Linked DNA regions of Ctenopharyngodon idella: region 2 is linked to region 1. Evidence: chromatin contacts called from public Hi-C data. All regions are on one chromosome and are shown on one strand. Each heading gives the region's core, a stretch centred on a gene start, on an enhancer-like site or on the middle of the called end of the contact. The rest is flanking DNA. Distances are from core to core; before and after follow the strand shown. Region 1 holds the start of nucb2b (nucleobindin 2b). Region 2 holds the start of cep126 (centrosomal protein 126).

Region 1 (6,888 bases), core at 1,516-4,015:
AAAGTCTTGTGTTGCTTATAATAAATTGACATGTTGATAACACATAAGCAGTCATTCAGAATGCTCTCAATTACATGTAGCTTAGATCAGATGCATACTACATGCATTAGTGAGTGTGGTGGTGCTTATGGGGTATCGCTCTGGGACGTATGAGTCTGGGAGGGGAAAAAAATAAAATAAAAAATTACAGTAAACTTACTACAAAAAAACTAGACTACACCACTGACTCCCTGACCAGTTTTCTGTCTTCTAATCAATTTTGGAGGGACGCCCTGTTCACGATAATGTCGCTGTGCCATACTTTCTCCACTTGTTGATGACTGTCTTCACTGTGTTTCTTGGTTTATCAAATGTCTTGGCCCTCACCTGAGGGATATCTTTCAACAATGAGATCCCACTGATGCTTCGTAAACTCTTGTAGTAGCATGCAACCAAGAAGACAACTGAACACAGCCATATATCCAATTATAAAAGGGTGTGCACACTTATGCAGTTATGTTATTTTAAGCTTTTATTTTTATAGTTATTTTCTCTAAAATGTGTTACTTTGGGTTTTCAGTGGCTTTGCATAGGTTGTAATTTTTACACTGAGATGCAAACATTTTTCACATATGAGTGTGTAATAAGTCTGCAATTAGGCTTAAGGCTGCAATTATTTGATCTAAAATACAGTAAAACTGTAATATTTTGTGAAATATTAAAAGCAGCATAGACAAAAAGATCATTTCTTGGGGTTTATAATATTTTTAGAACCAGCCCTATTACATATTTATATTATAAAACGACTACAGAATTGCAATAAAAATATATAAAATTAGAAATATGCAAAACGGATGCATTTTACTAGTGGTCTCAGAAATTATATTGCATTATTTATTTTATTCAAATATTTCCAGGCACAGGAACAGCCAGTTTAATTATGTTGCTCAAATGTCTTTGTTGTTTCGTAGATTAAATCTACGAAAACCACCAGATGGCTCTATTGACTATATCTTTAGATAAGGTTCTTTAAACAGCAGCTGTTTTCAGGAGGTTATGAGAACAACATATGCTCAGGGTTAGTCAAGGTGGGGAACAAATAAGAACGGTGACACTGACCTAGATGACGCCGTTCTGCAGTATTACAAAAGCAGTACCTGAAATTATCTTTCTAACTTTTTTAAATCCAGATATAATGGAATTGGGTGGTCTGCACTTAATAAAGCTGATTTTCCTGACAACATTACCTAGAAAATACAGCATATAAAATCTAATTAATTCATTAACTAAAAAAGAGCTCAGCAAAATCCATCCAGATGGCATCAAATACACAACCAAAAAAAGTATTATCTTAAATATGTTTAAAAAAAAAAATAAAAATAATAAAATAATTTAATTTAATGAATTTAATAAGCAACTTTCCAACTAACCTACCAGGTCTTATTCTTTATAGCTGTTAGAAAGTTAGAAATGCTTAAGCTGGACAGCTGACTGCTCACAAAACAACTATAGAGGTTTAAGACAAAACGAGTAAGAACAAATGCCAAACACTCAGCAAGCTCAACCCAACAGAAGTAAACAACAACAACAACACAGCAACCATTGCTAAACAACATTAGACTGCAGCAAAGCAAAAGCAAACTTCAACAACCTGACAGCTACAGCAGTCTTCTTACAATGAAACATCCAACACAGTTTGGCAGTGGTATGATCACAGATACAAAGACATCAAAATGAATTGATTTGTTCATTAAAAAAGCAACTTAATCTCGTATATGTCTTTGTGTTCGGCACTGTTACATGAACAGTGACTCAAAAGCACTTGATGCCTGCTAAATGTTTAGGAAAGGGCTGTAGTATCCCATTGGTAGACTTTAAGTGCCATCTAATGGGTAGATATGGACATTACAAAGGGATAGAGAATATCTTTTTACTAAAATGTTTAAAAGCCAAGAATGTGTAGTCGATATTGTAAAGATATGATTTACAACTAACCCTACCACAATTATATTTACTACAAAGATACAACAGCAATCTATCTCTAATCTAAAATAATCTCTTTCTTTTTTTATCAAAATGTAATTATGAACGTCAAACAAAAATAAAAAATAAGGCTTCATTCCCTACTTCAAATGCCTACATTTCAAGGCATTCACCATGTGCATTATTGTCTAGTTTTTGGGAAATATACAGACATTTAACAGACTCAGAGAGGAAAGATAATGAGGGAATGGACAAAATGTCTGAGGAAAAATATTGAAAAGAAGGCCTTCAAATACTCAAGTGAGCAGGATTTTTTTAAATGGTATCAACTAACCGTCAAGTGTCATATTACTTGACACATAGAGATACAAACTGTAAAATAAAAAACAATTTTGAATTGTTTTATTTGAGCCCTATGAGCCCAATTAATTTCTGAGGTAAGTTACAAGTACGTTATGTTCCTAACTATTTGATTGTTTACGCTAAACCAAAGAGTGCCTGTGTATATTTGTTCCGTCTGTGATGTAGCATCATAACCCACCTTAACAAACACAACCAAGATAACAGTTGAGTCACAACAGTCGTTGTAATGGTTGTGTCGTTTTGCCAAAAGAAGCGTGAATGACACTCAGCTGCGTAAACGGTGGACTAGTGAACGCCACGTACCTCTTCTAACAAGTGTACTTGAAATGTTACCATGGAAATTTTTGACAGACAGATTACATGTCCAATAGCAGACCAGCGCTCAAAACTCAAAGGAAAAGCGCGACGGTTTCTCCAATCACGAGAGCGAGGGGCGTGGCTCTCTCGCAGAAGGCGGGGTTTACATTAAGGAACTGCGTTTAGGACACATCAGGTAAAACAAGCTGAAATTAATGAACTGTCAGGGCGGTTAGCTGAAGGCTTGATCCAGGCGAAGACAGCTACATTGAGTTTGCGAAAACTACTCTCAGGGGATCTTTTAGGGTAGGTGCTCACCTGTTGCGTCTTACAATGTCAGCTGCTGTATGCTGTTACCACTGATGCTTAAAGACATATGGTGGAGTAATATAGTTTTGTGGTCAAAGACATTAGTACCTAATGATTGCCGATATGATTTCAGTCTGAACACATAGTTTGGATTTATTTGCTCGTGATTATTGAAAATGATGTCTTGCCTGTTACAGGGAATGACAGGGCTTATCTTACACGTGCTAGTGACGTCACGCTGTGGTTGTAGGGAGTTGTTTGAAAACACACTTATAGCCGTAATGATAGTGATTTAGTGTGTATATAATTGTTCACTTTAGTAATGATGATTGGCCGTTAGTGATGACACCTGCTGTTAATGTGGGTGAGACTCATTTATTTATTTATGTCTGGAACATTAATACAAATTGAATTGTATTTTGTTATATTTGTTTTTGTACATGATACCATTGATTCTAAAAGTACAATTGCTTTTGTTTATACAACTAATTATTTTACTTGGAAAATATCATATTCATGTAAAGAAATGGGCTAAAGCTTAGCCAAATTGTGGACATTTTATAAAATAAATTAAACGATATGGTGCTACTTTACACAATATTATAAAAAAAAAAAAGGCTTATGTCATTTTAATTTGGTTGATTAATTGTTTTACAATTTTACAATATTTTTTCTTTGTTTATGCACGTTTTTTTTTTTGTATATTTTATATTTTTTATATTTTGATATTTGTTGTGAGATGTATATGTTTGTACTAATTTTGTACATAATTGCATAATAATAATAAAATATTATTTCTAATTTTTAATTTTATTTATATATAAATAAAATATAAAAATATAAAATATATATATAAAATTTTAAAAATATATATATTTTTATCTGTGTGTGTGTGTGTGTGTATGTATATGTATATATATATATATATATATATATATATATATATATATATATATATTATACTACCATTCAAAAGTTTATAAAAATGTTAAAAATATATATATTCTTATCTGTATATATATATATATATATATATATATATATATATATATATATATATAATTATACTACCATTCAAAAGTTTGGGATCTGTAAGATTTTTAATGTTTTTAAAAGAAGTTTCGTCTGCTCACCAAGACTGCATTTATTTAATTAAAAATACAGTAAAAACAGTAATATTGTGAAATCTTAATACAAATTGTATTGTGAATATATTTTACAATGCAATTTATTCCTGTGATCAAAGCTGAATTTTCAGCATCATTACTCCAGTCTTCAGTGTCACATGATCCTTCAGAAATCATTCTAATAGGCTGATTTGCTGCTCAAGAAACATTTATGATTATTATCAGTGTTGAAAACGGTTGTGTACTTTTTTTCAGGATCCCTTGATGAATAGAAAGTTCAATAGAACAGCATTTATCTGAAATACAAAGCTTTTCATTATACAAAAGTTTGGGGTCAGTAAGAATTTTTATTTTTATTTTTTTGAAAAGAAATTAAGGAAATTAATACTTTTATTCAGTATGTATGCATTAAATCAATTAAAAGTGACAGTAAAAACATTTATAATGTTACAAAAGATTATATTTCAAATAAACGCTGTTCTTTTGAACTTTCTATTCATCAAAGAATCCTGAAAAAATGTATATATTGTACACAAATATTTTGTACAATTGTACACAATAAATGTTTCTTGAGCAGTAAATCAGCGTATTAGAATGATTTCTGAAGGATCATGTGACACTGAAGACTGGAGTAATGATGCTGAACATTCAGTTATTTTAAATTGTATTAATATTTCACAATATTACTGTTTTTACTGTGTTTTTAATTAAATAAATGCAGCCTTGGTGAGCAGACGAAACTTCTTTAAAAACATTAAAAATCTTACAGATCCCAAACTTTTGAGTGGTAGTGTATATATTAATGTAAAAAATTCTGTATTTTTATCTATAGTTCTTGATAATTTGAGATATAATTTTATCATAAAATAATATACTAATAACTAACAATAAATAAAAAAATAATAATAACAATAAAGATAATTCATTCTACAATGTTATCAACATCAGAAATGACAGTGGTGATGTTCTTGTCTTTCACAGATGTGGGGACCGTCACACTGCTGTTTGATACTGTGTCTGTGGGCTGGTTTGGATGCACTGCCAGTTGCTGTAGATAAAACCAAAGTGAGCCCTTCAGTAGAGGAAATGCAGCCGCCTAAAAATGAAGTAAGTAATATGATTTATTACATTATTTATTATTATGACTTTATAAAGTTAACTTTATACTAGTATACAAGTCTTTATACCAATGTGAGACATTCAAGTCTAGTGTTAGAATGGGTGTGACGCTTCTCTCTGATATGCAGTTTGAAAACTTCAGACAGGTTTGGTAAGCATGCATTATATATAATGTGAGGAGTGTTCAACCTACACAGGCTGGCTTTATTGCTCAGTCCTTTTGCAAACATTCATTATCATGTAGATTTAAAAAGATTTAGTTCCCCTAGTCTCCTTTTTACTTCAATGTGTACATCTAATTTTAATTCATTTAGGACACTGGATTGCACTATGATCGATATCTCAGGGAGGTTATTGATTTCCTGGAAAAGGACCCACATTTCAGAGACAAACTTCATAACACAGACATGGAAGACATCAAGGTACTGCAGCACTTTATTTCCCAATTTTACTTTGCAGAGGTTAAATCAGATTATCTAAACACCTCTAATTCCTTATTTGGTGAAATCAGCAAGGGAAGCTGGCTAAAGAGTTGGACTTTGTCAGCCATCACGTGAGAACTAAACTTGATGAGCTGAAGAGGCAAGAAGTGAACAGACTGCGCACCCTAATCAAAGCCAAACAAGACATGACTGGAGATAAAGGTAGCACAAAGCACAACTGTTTTTGTTATTGCGTAGTAGCATATTGTGAAATGTCCTCCACCATCTCGTTTCTTTGTTTCATTTACGGCCGGCAGGCTCAGAGAGCACAGATATGGAAGGATAGTGTCTGAGAGTGTCATTCATCAAACTCTCCATATCACAGTTTACTTTATAAACCAGTAACTCTAGCCTGCTGCAAAGACAAGAAACATGAAAAATGAGATGCTTTCAATTTCCCTCAAGGTATGGCAATGGACCACCAAGTCCTTCTGAAACAGTTTGAGCATCTGAATCACATGAATCCACACACATTTGAGGTGGAAGACTTGGATCGCCTCATTAAATCGGTAGGGTCTAAATCTGACTTCCTGTTGGTTTCATTCTACACTCACTAATAAATGTTGTCACACATTTGTGCTTGGGGCATAAAAGTACATTTTTGGCAGGTGAAAATTTACTGGTTATAAATATTTACTACCAGATTATATATTTAAAAATAAAATATTTTCCCGAAGTCAAAGGGATTTTATTGATTTAGCTGTTTCTCCTTCCGTATTTGTGACAAAAAATGCAGGTAATTTATCGCAAACAGCATCATACGAGAAGAGCCAGTCTCTATCTCTCTGTGAAACTGCACTTGTCACAGAAATCTTTTAATATTATTCCTGTAGCTCAAACAGTACAGCATGATGCTAGCAACACCAAGCTTATGGGTTCGAATCTCATGGAATGCATAAACTGTATATAACATGTACACCCTGAATGCATTGTAAGTTGCTTTGGATATGAAAATGTACATTTTCACTTTGGTGGCTTAAAGGATTACTTTTCTTCAGAATTAAAATTTCCTGAAAGTTTACTCACCCCCATGTCATCCAAGATGTTTATGTCTTTCCTTCTTCAGTCGAAATGAAATTAAGGTTTTTGAGGAAAACATTCCAGGATTTTTCTCCATATAGTGGACTTCTACGGATCCAAATTGCAGTTTCAGTGCAGCTTCAAAGGACTCTACATGATCCCAGATGAGGGATAAGGGTCTTCTCTAGCGAAACGATCAGTCATTTTCT
Region 2 (6,888 bases), core at 2,398-4,897, 350 kb before region 1:
TTCGAAGCTTCACAAAGTAGTGTTTTAAAATCGATCATCACTAGATATTGTTGAATAAAGTCATTATTTTGTTTTTTTGGCACACAAAAAGTATTCTAGTCACTTCATAACATTAAGGTTGAACCACTGTAGTCACATGAACTGTTTTAAATGTGTCTTTAGTAGCTTTCTGGGCATTGAAAGTGTTAATTGTCTTGCTGTCAATGCAGGCCTCACTGAGCCATCGGATTTTATCAAAAATATCTTAATTTGTGTTCTGAAGATGAACGAAGGTCTTACGGGTGTGGAATGACATGGGGGTGAGTAATTAATGACAGAAATTTCATTTTTGGGTGAACTAACCCTTTAAATTACAGAGAAATTAGGAGTAATCCCTTACATTACTTTTAAGGGAAGATTAATCACTTAGTAATGCATTACAACCAACACTGCTCATGAAATTCTTTAATATACTCAGTATCTTTCAGGAATTATTTAATCACAGGAGAAATAGCTGCCTTCTATAAAGTAACATTACTTTGCTCTTAGAGCTTCTATTTCAAGCTGGTAAATCCTGGCTGACAAATAAAGGATTGTATAACAGTATCTGTGCCCTGTAGGGTAGCTTCACTTTCAATGTGCACGGATTGACCAGGTCAAACACCCAGACTGAGTCATTAACAGCATGGAGACAGTTCTTAGTATATCTGACACTCACTGTCAACACCAAATTCAGCAGCTGTGAATTGCTTCTGATCTCTGCGAAACTTACCCGGCAGTCTTTTAGCGTAGTTGCCTCCTTGGTGAATATGCTGATGCTATTTTTTTCTTGTTATTCCCACCTCATCTAATAACAAGTGCCCAGAGACCAACAGGCTAGAGCTGTGCAGTTTGATATACATGTTGCAATGTTTTAGGAAATAAATGGGCAGTTGACATGCTTATAAATTTATAATTTGGATGGACAGCAAAGAAAGCATATGTCTTCCATAAACATAAAATTATCTATTCAATTTGTGTTAATGGCTATGAATTTACATACATACCTAAAATGTAAAAAAAAAATAGGTCTTTTTTCATCACAAATTCAGCTGCATAATCAAGACCTCAACAGGAACGTTTTCATGATTTTAAGTTAAGAAGAGGGAGAGTTACATTTGTAATGGTTATGTGAAATTATATCCATGTTTATTTATTCAGTCATGCGGTGTGTGATGCCTCCACATAATAAAAAAGAGAGTTTTTAATAATAATTTAATAATAATTAATAAGCATGCAGTAAATTACAGCTTTACTTCGGCTATTTGTGTGAATGTTAGCATATAGGAGTCTGACAATTGGAAACAAAAAACTTAAAGGGATAGTTCATCCAAAAATGAAAATTATCCCATGATTAATTCACCCTCAAGCCATTCTAGGTTTATATGACTATCTTCTTTCAGACGAACACAATCAGAGATATATTTAAAAATATCCTTAGTCCTCCAAGGTTTATAATGGCAGTGAATGGAGGGTCACGTTTTGAAGACAAAAATAATGCATCCATCCATAAAAAAGTAATCCATACGACTCCAGGGGGTTAATAAAGGCCTTCTGTGAAAATATCCATATTTAAAACTTTATAAATTCAAATAACTAGCTTCCGGCGGACGACCATACGCAGATTGCGCAAGTCGATTTGTGCCAAATGAGTAATCCTCTGACGCGATATATGACGCAGGATGTATTGTATTGTAAGCTTAGACGCCTTTCGTGGATCAAACAAATAGGGCTGTGCAACAAACTCATGCTTCTTTTCTCTTATATATTGAAATCCTTCAACACTTCTCTTTAAAAATTATCGTTTTAGACTTATAATCTGTGACCGGTGATTTGTTTTGCTCTATCCTCTGCGCCTCTGCGTTCGTCATTACGTTGTGCATCAGGTCAAAGGATACTCTTCCAAAACGACTTGTGCATTCTGCGTACGGTCGTCCGCCAGAAGCTAGTTATTTGAATTTATAATGGAAATATGGATTTTTTCTTAAAAAAACGCATCGCTTCACTTCAGAAGACCTTTATTAACCTTGGAGGACTAAGGATATTTTTAAATATATCTCTGATTGTGTTCGTCTGAAAGAAGATAGTCATATAAACATAGGATGGCTTGAGGGTGAGTAAATCATGGGATAATTTTCATTTTTGGGTGAACTAACCCTTCAATACCTTAAATGTTCTGCCCTGTGACATGTAAATATCTGGTAGCACTTTATTTCGATGGTCCACTTTAGGCATTTTACTAAGGAACTTTGCAACTACATGTCAACTAACTCTCATTATTACAGTATTAGTAGACCGTCTGCTTAATATCTACTAACACTTTGTTTTGATGCTCCCAACAGACATTCTTCTGACTATAATTAGGCTACCTTCGCAACTACATGTCAATTTATTCTAACCCGAACCCTATAACCTAACAGTCTACTAATACCCTAATGAGAATTAGGTGACACGTAGTTGCAAGGTTACTTATAGTTAGTAGAATGTCTAAAGTGGACCATTAAAATAAAGTGTAACCAAATTTTTAAGTTTTAATTAAATTTTTTAGATACCATATTTATGCGTTTAAAGATTAATTTGGCATAACATTTGAAATGAAATCATAAAATAAAAAATTTGATTAAAAGAAAACAAAATGTTATAGCATCTAAAAGTATACTTTCCCCTTATAGACATGAAGATCTGGATGCTGAAAAACATTCATGTAAATTAGTCGATCTCCCAAATATATAATCACTCAAGGTTTTCTACACAGTAAGTCAAAGTAAAATCTGATTAATTTTGTGACACACTTACCTTCGTCTGCGATTAGTTTCCAGGGAAAGCTTGCGAGCCCGAGCTCGACAGTACCTCTGTTCTTGTACCAGCACCTCCCTTTCATTTTCAGTCTCTCCATGTAAACCTGATCTAATGTTCCTAATGTGATGCAAAGTCAAGGAAGGTATAATTTTAGAATAAAACATCATCTGATGATATGTACAGCACATAACAATGACAAAAGTAAACACAAACATATAACTAATATCTAAACATAATAGAATATGACATGAATGCTTATTAACACTATTAATATATATGAAAGCAAAAAATCCGGATCCTTGCCGATTGGTCAGCCATGGTGTCTATATGCACGATTAATATGAGATAACTATGAGAACAACCACCTTACATTTACGCTGGTAATTCACACAAGGAAAAGGATACGAGTAGTAAAGTGTGTCCTCCAGGACTGGCATCCCTAATATCAAGACGACAAGCTGATGACAGGTCTCAACACACCACAGTTCTCATCCATACAACAAAAGCTGCATCCTATTAATGTCGGAACGAGCACGCAATAACATAGCTGGCAAAACCAGAATTTATCTGCTTTGGTAAAATATTGGTGCTCTGAAGAATGAGAGTGAAGACTGGCCAGCCAGTGCGACAGCTAAATACAGCGCAAATTAACTGACTTTATAACTTCCTGTAGTTTGATACTTGATTCATCTAGACCCAGCCAGAGTGCATAACTATCTTGGCATTGTTTTAAATTAAAGCAGGCAGAGGTAAGAATTTATCGTCGTTCGCTACCGCTGAAACAGTTACGCCATGTCGGTAACCATCGACGCGCTTCCTTGACAACTGACACAAACTCGCGGTGGAGGCGTGGTCACGTGTATCACAAGCGACTGATCTCCAAGTGGACGCACTACACTGCTGCCACCTGCTGGATGTGAATATCCAACAGGTTTCGTCGGTAAGTGCCACATTTTGCATGCAAAAGGCAACATGAAGGGACGTTCGACTCATTTACGTGAATCGGTTCTCTCAAACAGTCCGTTTAAAAGAACCGGTTAAAAATTGAGATTCTTTGCGTCGTCACGCAATTACGTCATTGCGTAATCCTTGGTATTCCTGCGTGGCATGATAAAAATGTTTACCAAGCACATTATAATGTTTATTATAGTTTGTGTTTTTGTATTAATAATTGTTGAAAAGATCCCATTCAAAAGAACGATTCACGTGTTATTAAAGGGATAGTTCACACAAAAATGAAATGTATTCTGTCATCATTTACTCACTCTCAAGTTGTTCCAAACCTGTATGAATTGCTGAAGACAAAAGAAGATATTTTGAAGAATGTCGGCAACCCAACAGCTGATGAGCCCCATTGACTTCCATAGTATTTTTTTTCCCGTGCTATGGAAGTCAATGGGGTCCATCAACTGTTTGGTTACCCATATTCTTCAAAATATCTTCTTTTCTGTTCAGCAGAAGAAAGAAAATCAGGTTTGGAACAACTTGAGGGTGAGTAAATGATGACAGAATTGTCATTTTTGGATGAACTATAAGGTTTCCATCCGTTAGAGTCAGTTCAAACTCGTTCTTCTGTAGGCCTAATTGAAGATTTTTCTCACATTAACTGCTTTAGGTCACTTAACTGAAGTTGTGAATTGCAGGTCCACATCCTGCCTGTCACAGCCGTGGCAGAGTGTGAATTGAAGTGAAACTGCTGGGTTGAGATGTTAGGCTGCAAATGTAAGCAGCTGAGAAGCCGTGTCGACCTGTTCCGGCATGGTTCTTCCAACATGACACAACCTCTTTTAAACCACGGCCTCTCTAGCTGTCAAGGATCCGCACAGGACTGTAAGACGGTGCACTCGTATTTTTATGAATGGGAGAAAGTGCAACGCACAATATGGCGGAATAAGTCCCGCCTCCTAAATAAGAGCCAATTGCCGATTGGTAAAGTCATCGCATCACTGCTGCGGCCGTTAGAAGCTCCGGTTCCTATAGAAACAGTTAGACGCACATTTACTATAGAGACGCGCACTTAGGAGTGCGCATGCGCATTAGCTTGATCCAGCCTTAAAAAAATGCTGTTTTTTTGTCATGATTCGAGCGTTTAGAAACAAAATTTATGGGATAGTTGTTGTCAGATTTCATTGGTGATTTCAAATATGAAATTTAATCGAAAGTTAGGCGAAGAGCTTTGGAGAATTTGATGTTTCCCTATTTATTTGTCTTAAAGGGTCTTTGGTTATAGTCTGTCATTAGATTATGGCACATACTTTCAAGCCTATCTACAAATAAAGTATGGATAAATTTTGAATGGCTGCAAAGAGTAAAACAAAAGTTCCTCTGTAATATTTGATCTTACACTGGTGATCTTTTATCAGCCATATGCTTTGTTGCCACAGTTAAGCTGGTGTTTACAAGGGATCTGAAATGAATTAATATGACTTACACTGGCTCCCAGGTTCTTGTAGCTTCTATTTCCCTCTTGAACCCCTGTTTGTACTAAGCAAATAATAAACCCAGGCTAAGCATGTGGAGGACAAATGTAATCCAGATCTCTGTAATCCAGTTACTGTGAGACATCCTCTCTGATCCGGATTTACAGTCACAATGAAACACTGAGGGTGTGAAATGTATGCTGCCACAGAAGTGCTCTTCCACACCGCATAGGGATTAAAGCTGCTTATACAATCCTGATATTAACACACATTAACGCATTACAAACCTGGCAAAACCCCTTGAGAATATCGGCCCTCTTTCATCTTAAGGGACTGAACTGAGTCTGAAACTGAAGTAATGTTGTGTCATTTCCTCCAGCAGGAGACGTTAATGCACCATTAATGCCACTTAACTGATGGCTTTGTACCCGTTTCTGCTCTAGAGGGCGCTGTTGTCCCTTTTTTGTTCTAAAATCGTGGGTGGGTAAATGTGTGTGTATGTGTGGGAAAGAGAGTCTGTCTGGAGAGATGGGGGTCAGATATATTTTGCTAGTACAATTGTGTCGAACTGTCATCTGAGGAGGAAAGTGCTTCAGTAGTCTGACAGTGAAAGCCAGCTTTCCTCCCTTTTATTGTGGCCCTCAGGGTAACATGAGTGATCATTTCTCCCAGACGGGTGGCTGACGTGTCACAAAAAGTGTCTCACAAACTGCATCGTCTAGGATTGATTGGCCCTCTCTTTGTTCAGTAAAACACGACATAACCAGTTTTCGATTGGACTGTGTTTATAAAGGATGAATTTCTCCAGCGCTTGAAGTAGAAAAATAAAAGTGCTGTTGTGCCGAATTTCGACCCCCTGCCAAATTATTACCCCCCTTGTTGAAGTCGCTACCTGATTGCCTAATCTTAACCCCACCCCTAATCCTAACCCCTCCCCTACTCCTAAACCTACCAATACTAGGGGTGTAATAATCTGGCAGGGGGTCGAAATTCAGCACAACACCAGTACTCTCAATGCTCGGTTCAAAACGCACTGATTTTCTCCCCATTTTTGAGAAGGTATAATCTGGGAGTAAATAGTGGAGACTGGGGCTAGTTGTCACACTTTTCCCTTTATTTTTGAAAGCCAATTTCTGTAGAAGTCTTAGCTACAACAAAGCTATTGAACATTTCAACCTTTAATGTCCAGGAAGAAAAGAAAAAGATACAGCTGAACACATGTTGACCTTTAGTGACAACATGCCCCCAATATAGGGCATTTTGTTAGACTATATGAGGCAAGTTGTCACAATGGAAGACTTTTCAGCAAAATTGAAATAGTAAAACAATAATGGGGCACAAAATTAGCAAATTAATTGTTTTTTCAATGAGCCCTAGTCTCTAGAGTCTGGTTATTGAACAAAATAGACACATACAGTTAGTTAAAGTCAGCATGAAACGGAAGCTGCGATAGTCTTTTCTTCTCTATTGTGATATATATCCGAGTAAAATGGCATCTAGAACAAGAAATAATGTAGGGCGGGACTTTATTTTTTTTCCATGGGGAATTGATTGGATGGTTGTGGTTTGCTATTGGTGGATTTCATTTGAGTGACAGGTTGTCCTGCCTTCACGGCGAAAAACATTTATGATGCCAGTTGAATTAAAAAAT

What was found. A called contact is a pair of places that touch in the nucleus more often than the background predicts.
Region 2: a Hi-C map of muscle shows a contact between it and region 1, with 7 times the contacts expected there. The contact joins the promoter of cep126 here to the promoter of nucb2b in region 1. A contact is called at or near these places in 2 of 2 Hi-C or Micro-C datasets (both in muscle).

Annotation. Positions count from the first base shown.
Region 1 is chr18:18,149,114-18,156,001 of HZGC01, reverse strand. It overlaps nucb2b (nucleobindin 2b), which reads left to right and starts at 2,765. Exons shown (of 13, transcript XM_051871329.1): 1 at 2,765-2,928; 2 at 5,040-5,165; 3 at 5,492-5,599; 4 at 5,689-5,821; 5 at 6,065-6,168. The coding sequence starts at 5,040.
Region 2 is chr18:18,501,910-18,508,797 of HZGC01, reverse strand. cep126 (centrosomal protein 126) reads right to left here and starts at 3,647. Exons shown (of 12, transcript XM_051871320.1): 1 at 3,223-3,647; 2 at 2,815-2,934. The coding sequence starts at 3,254.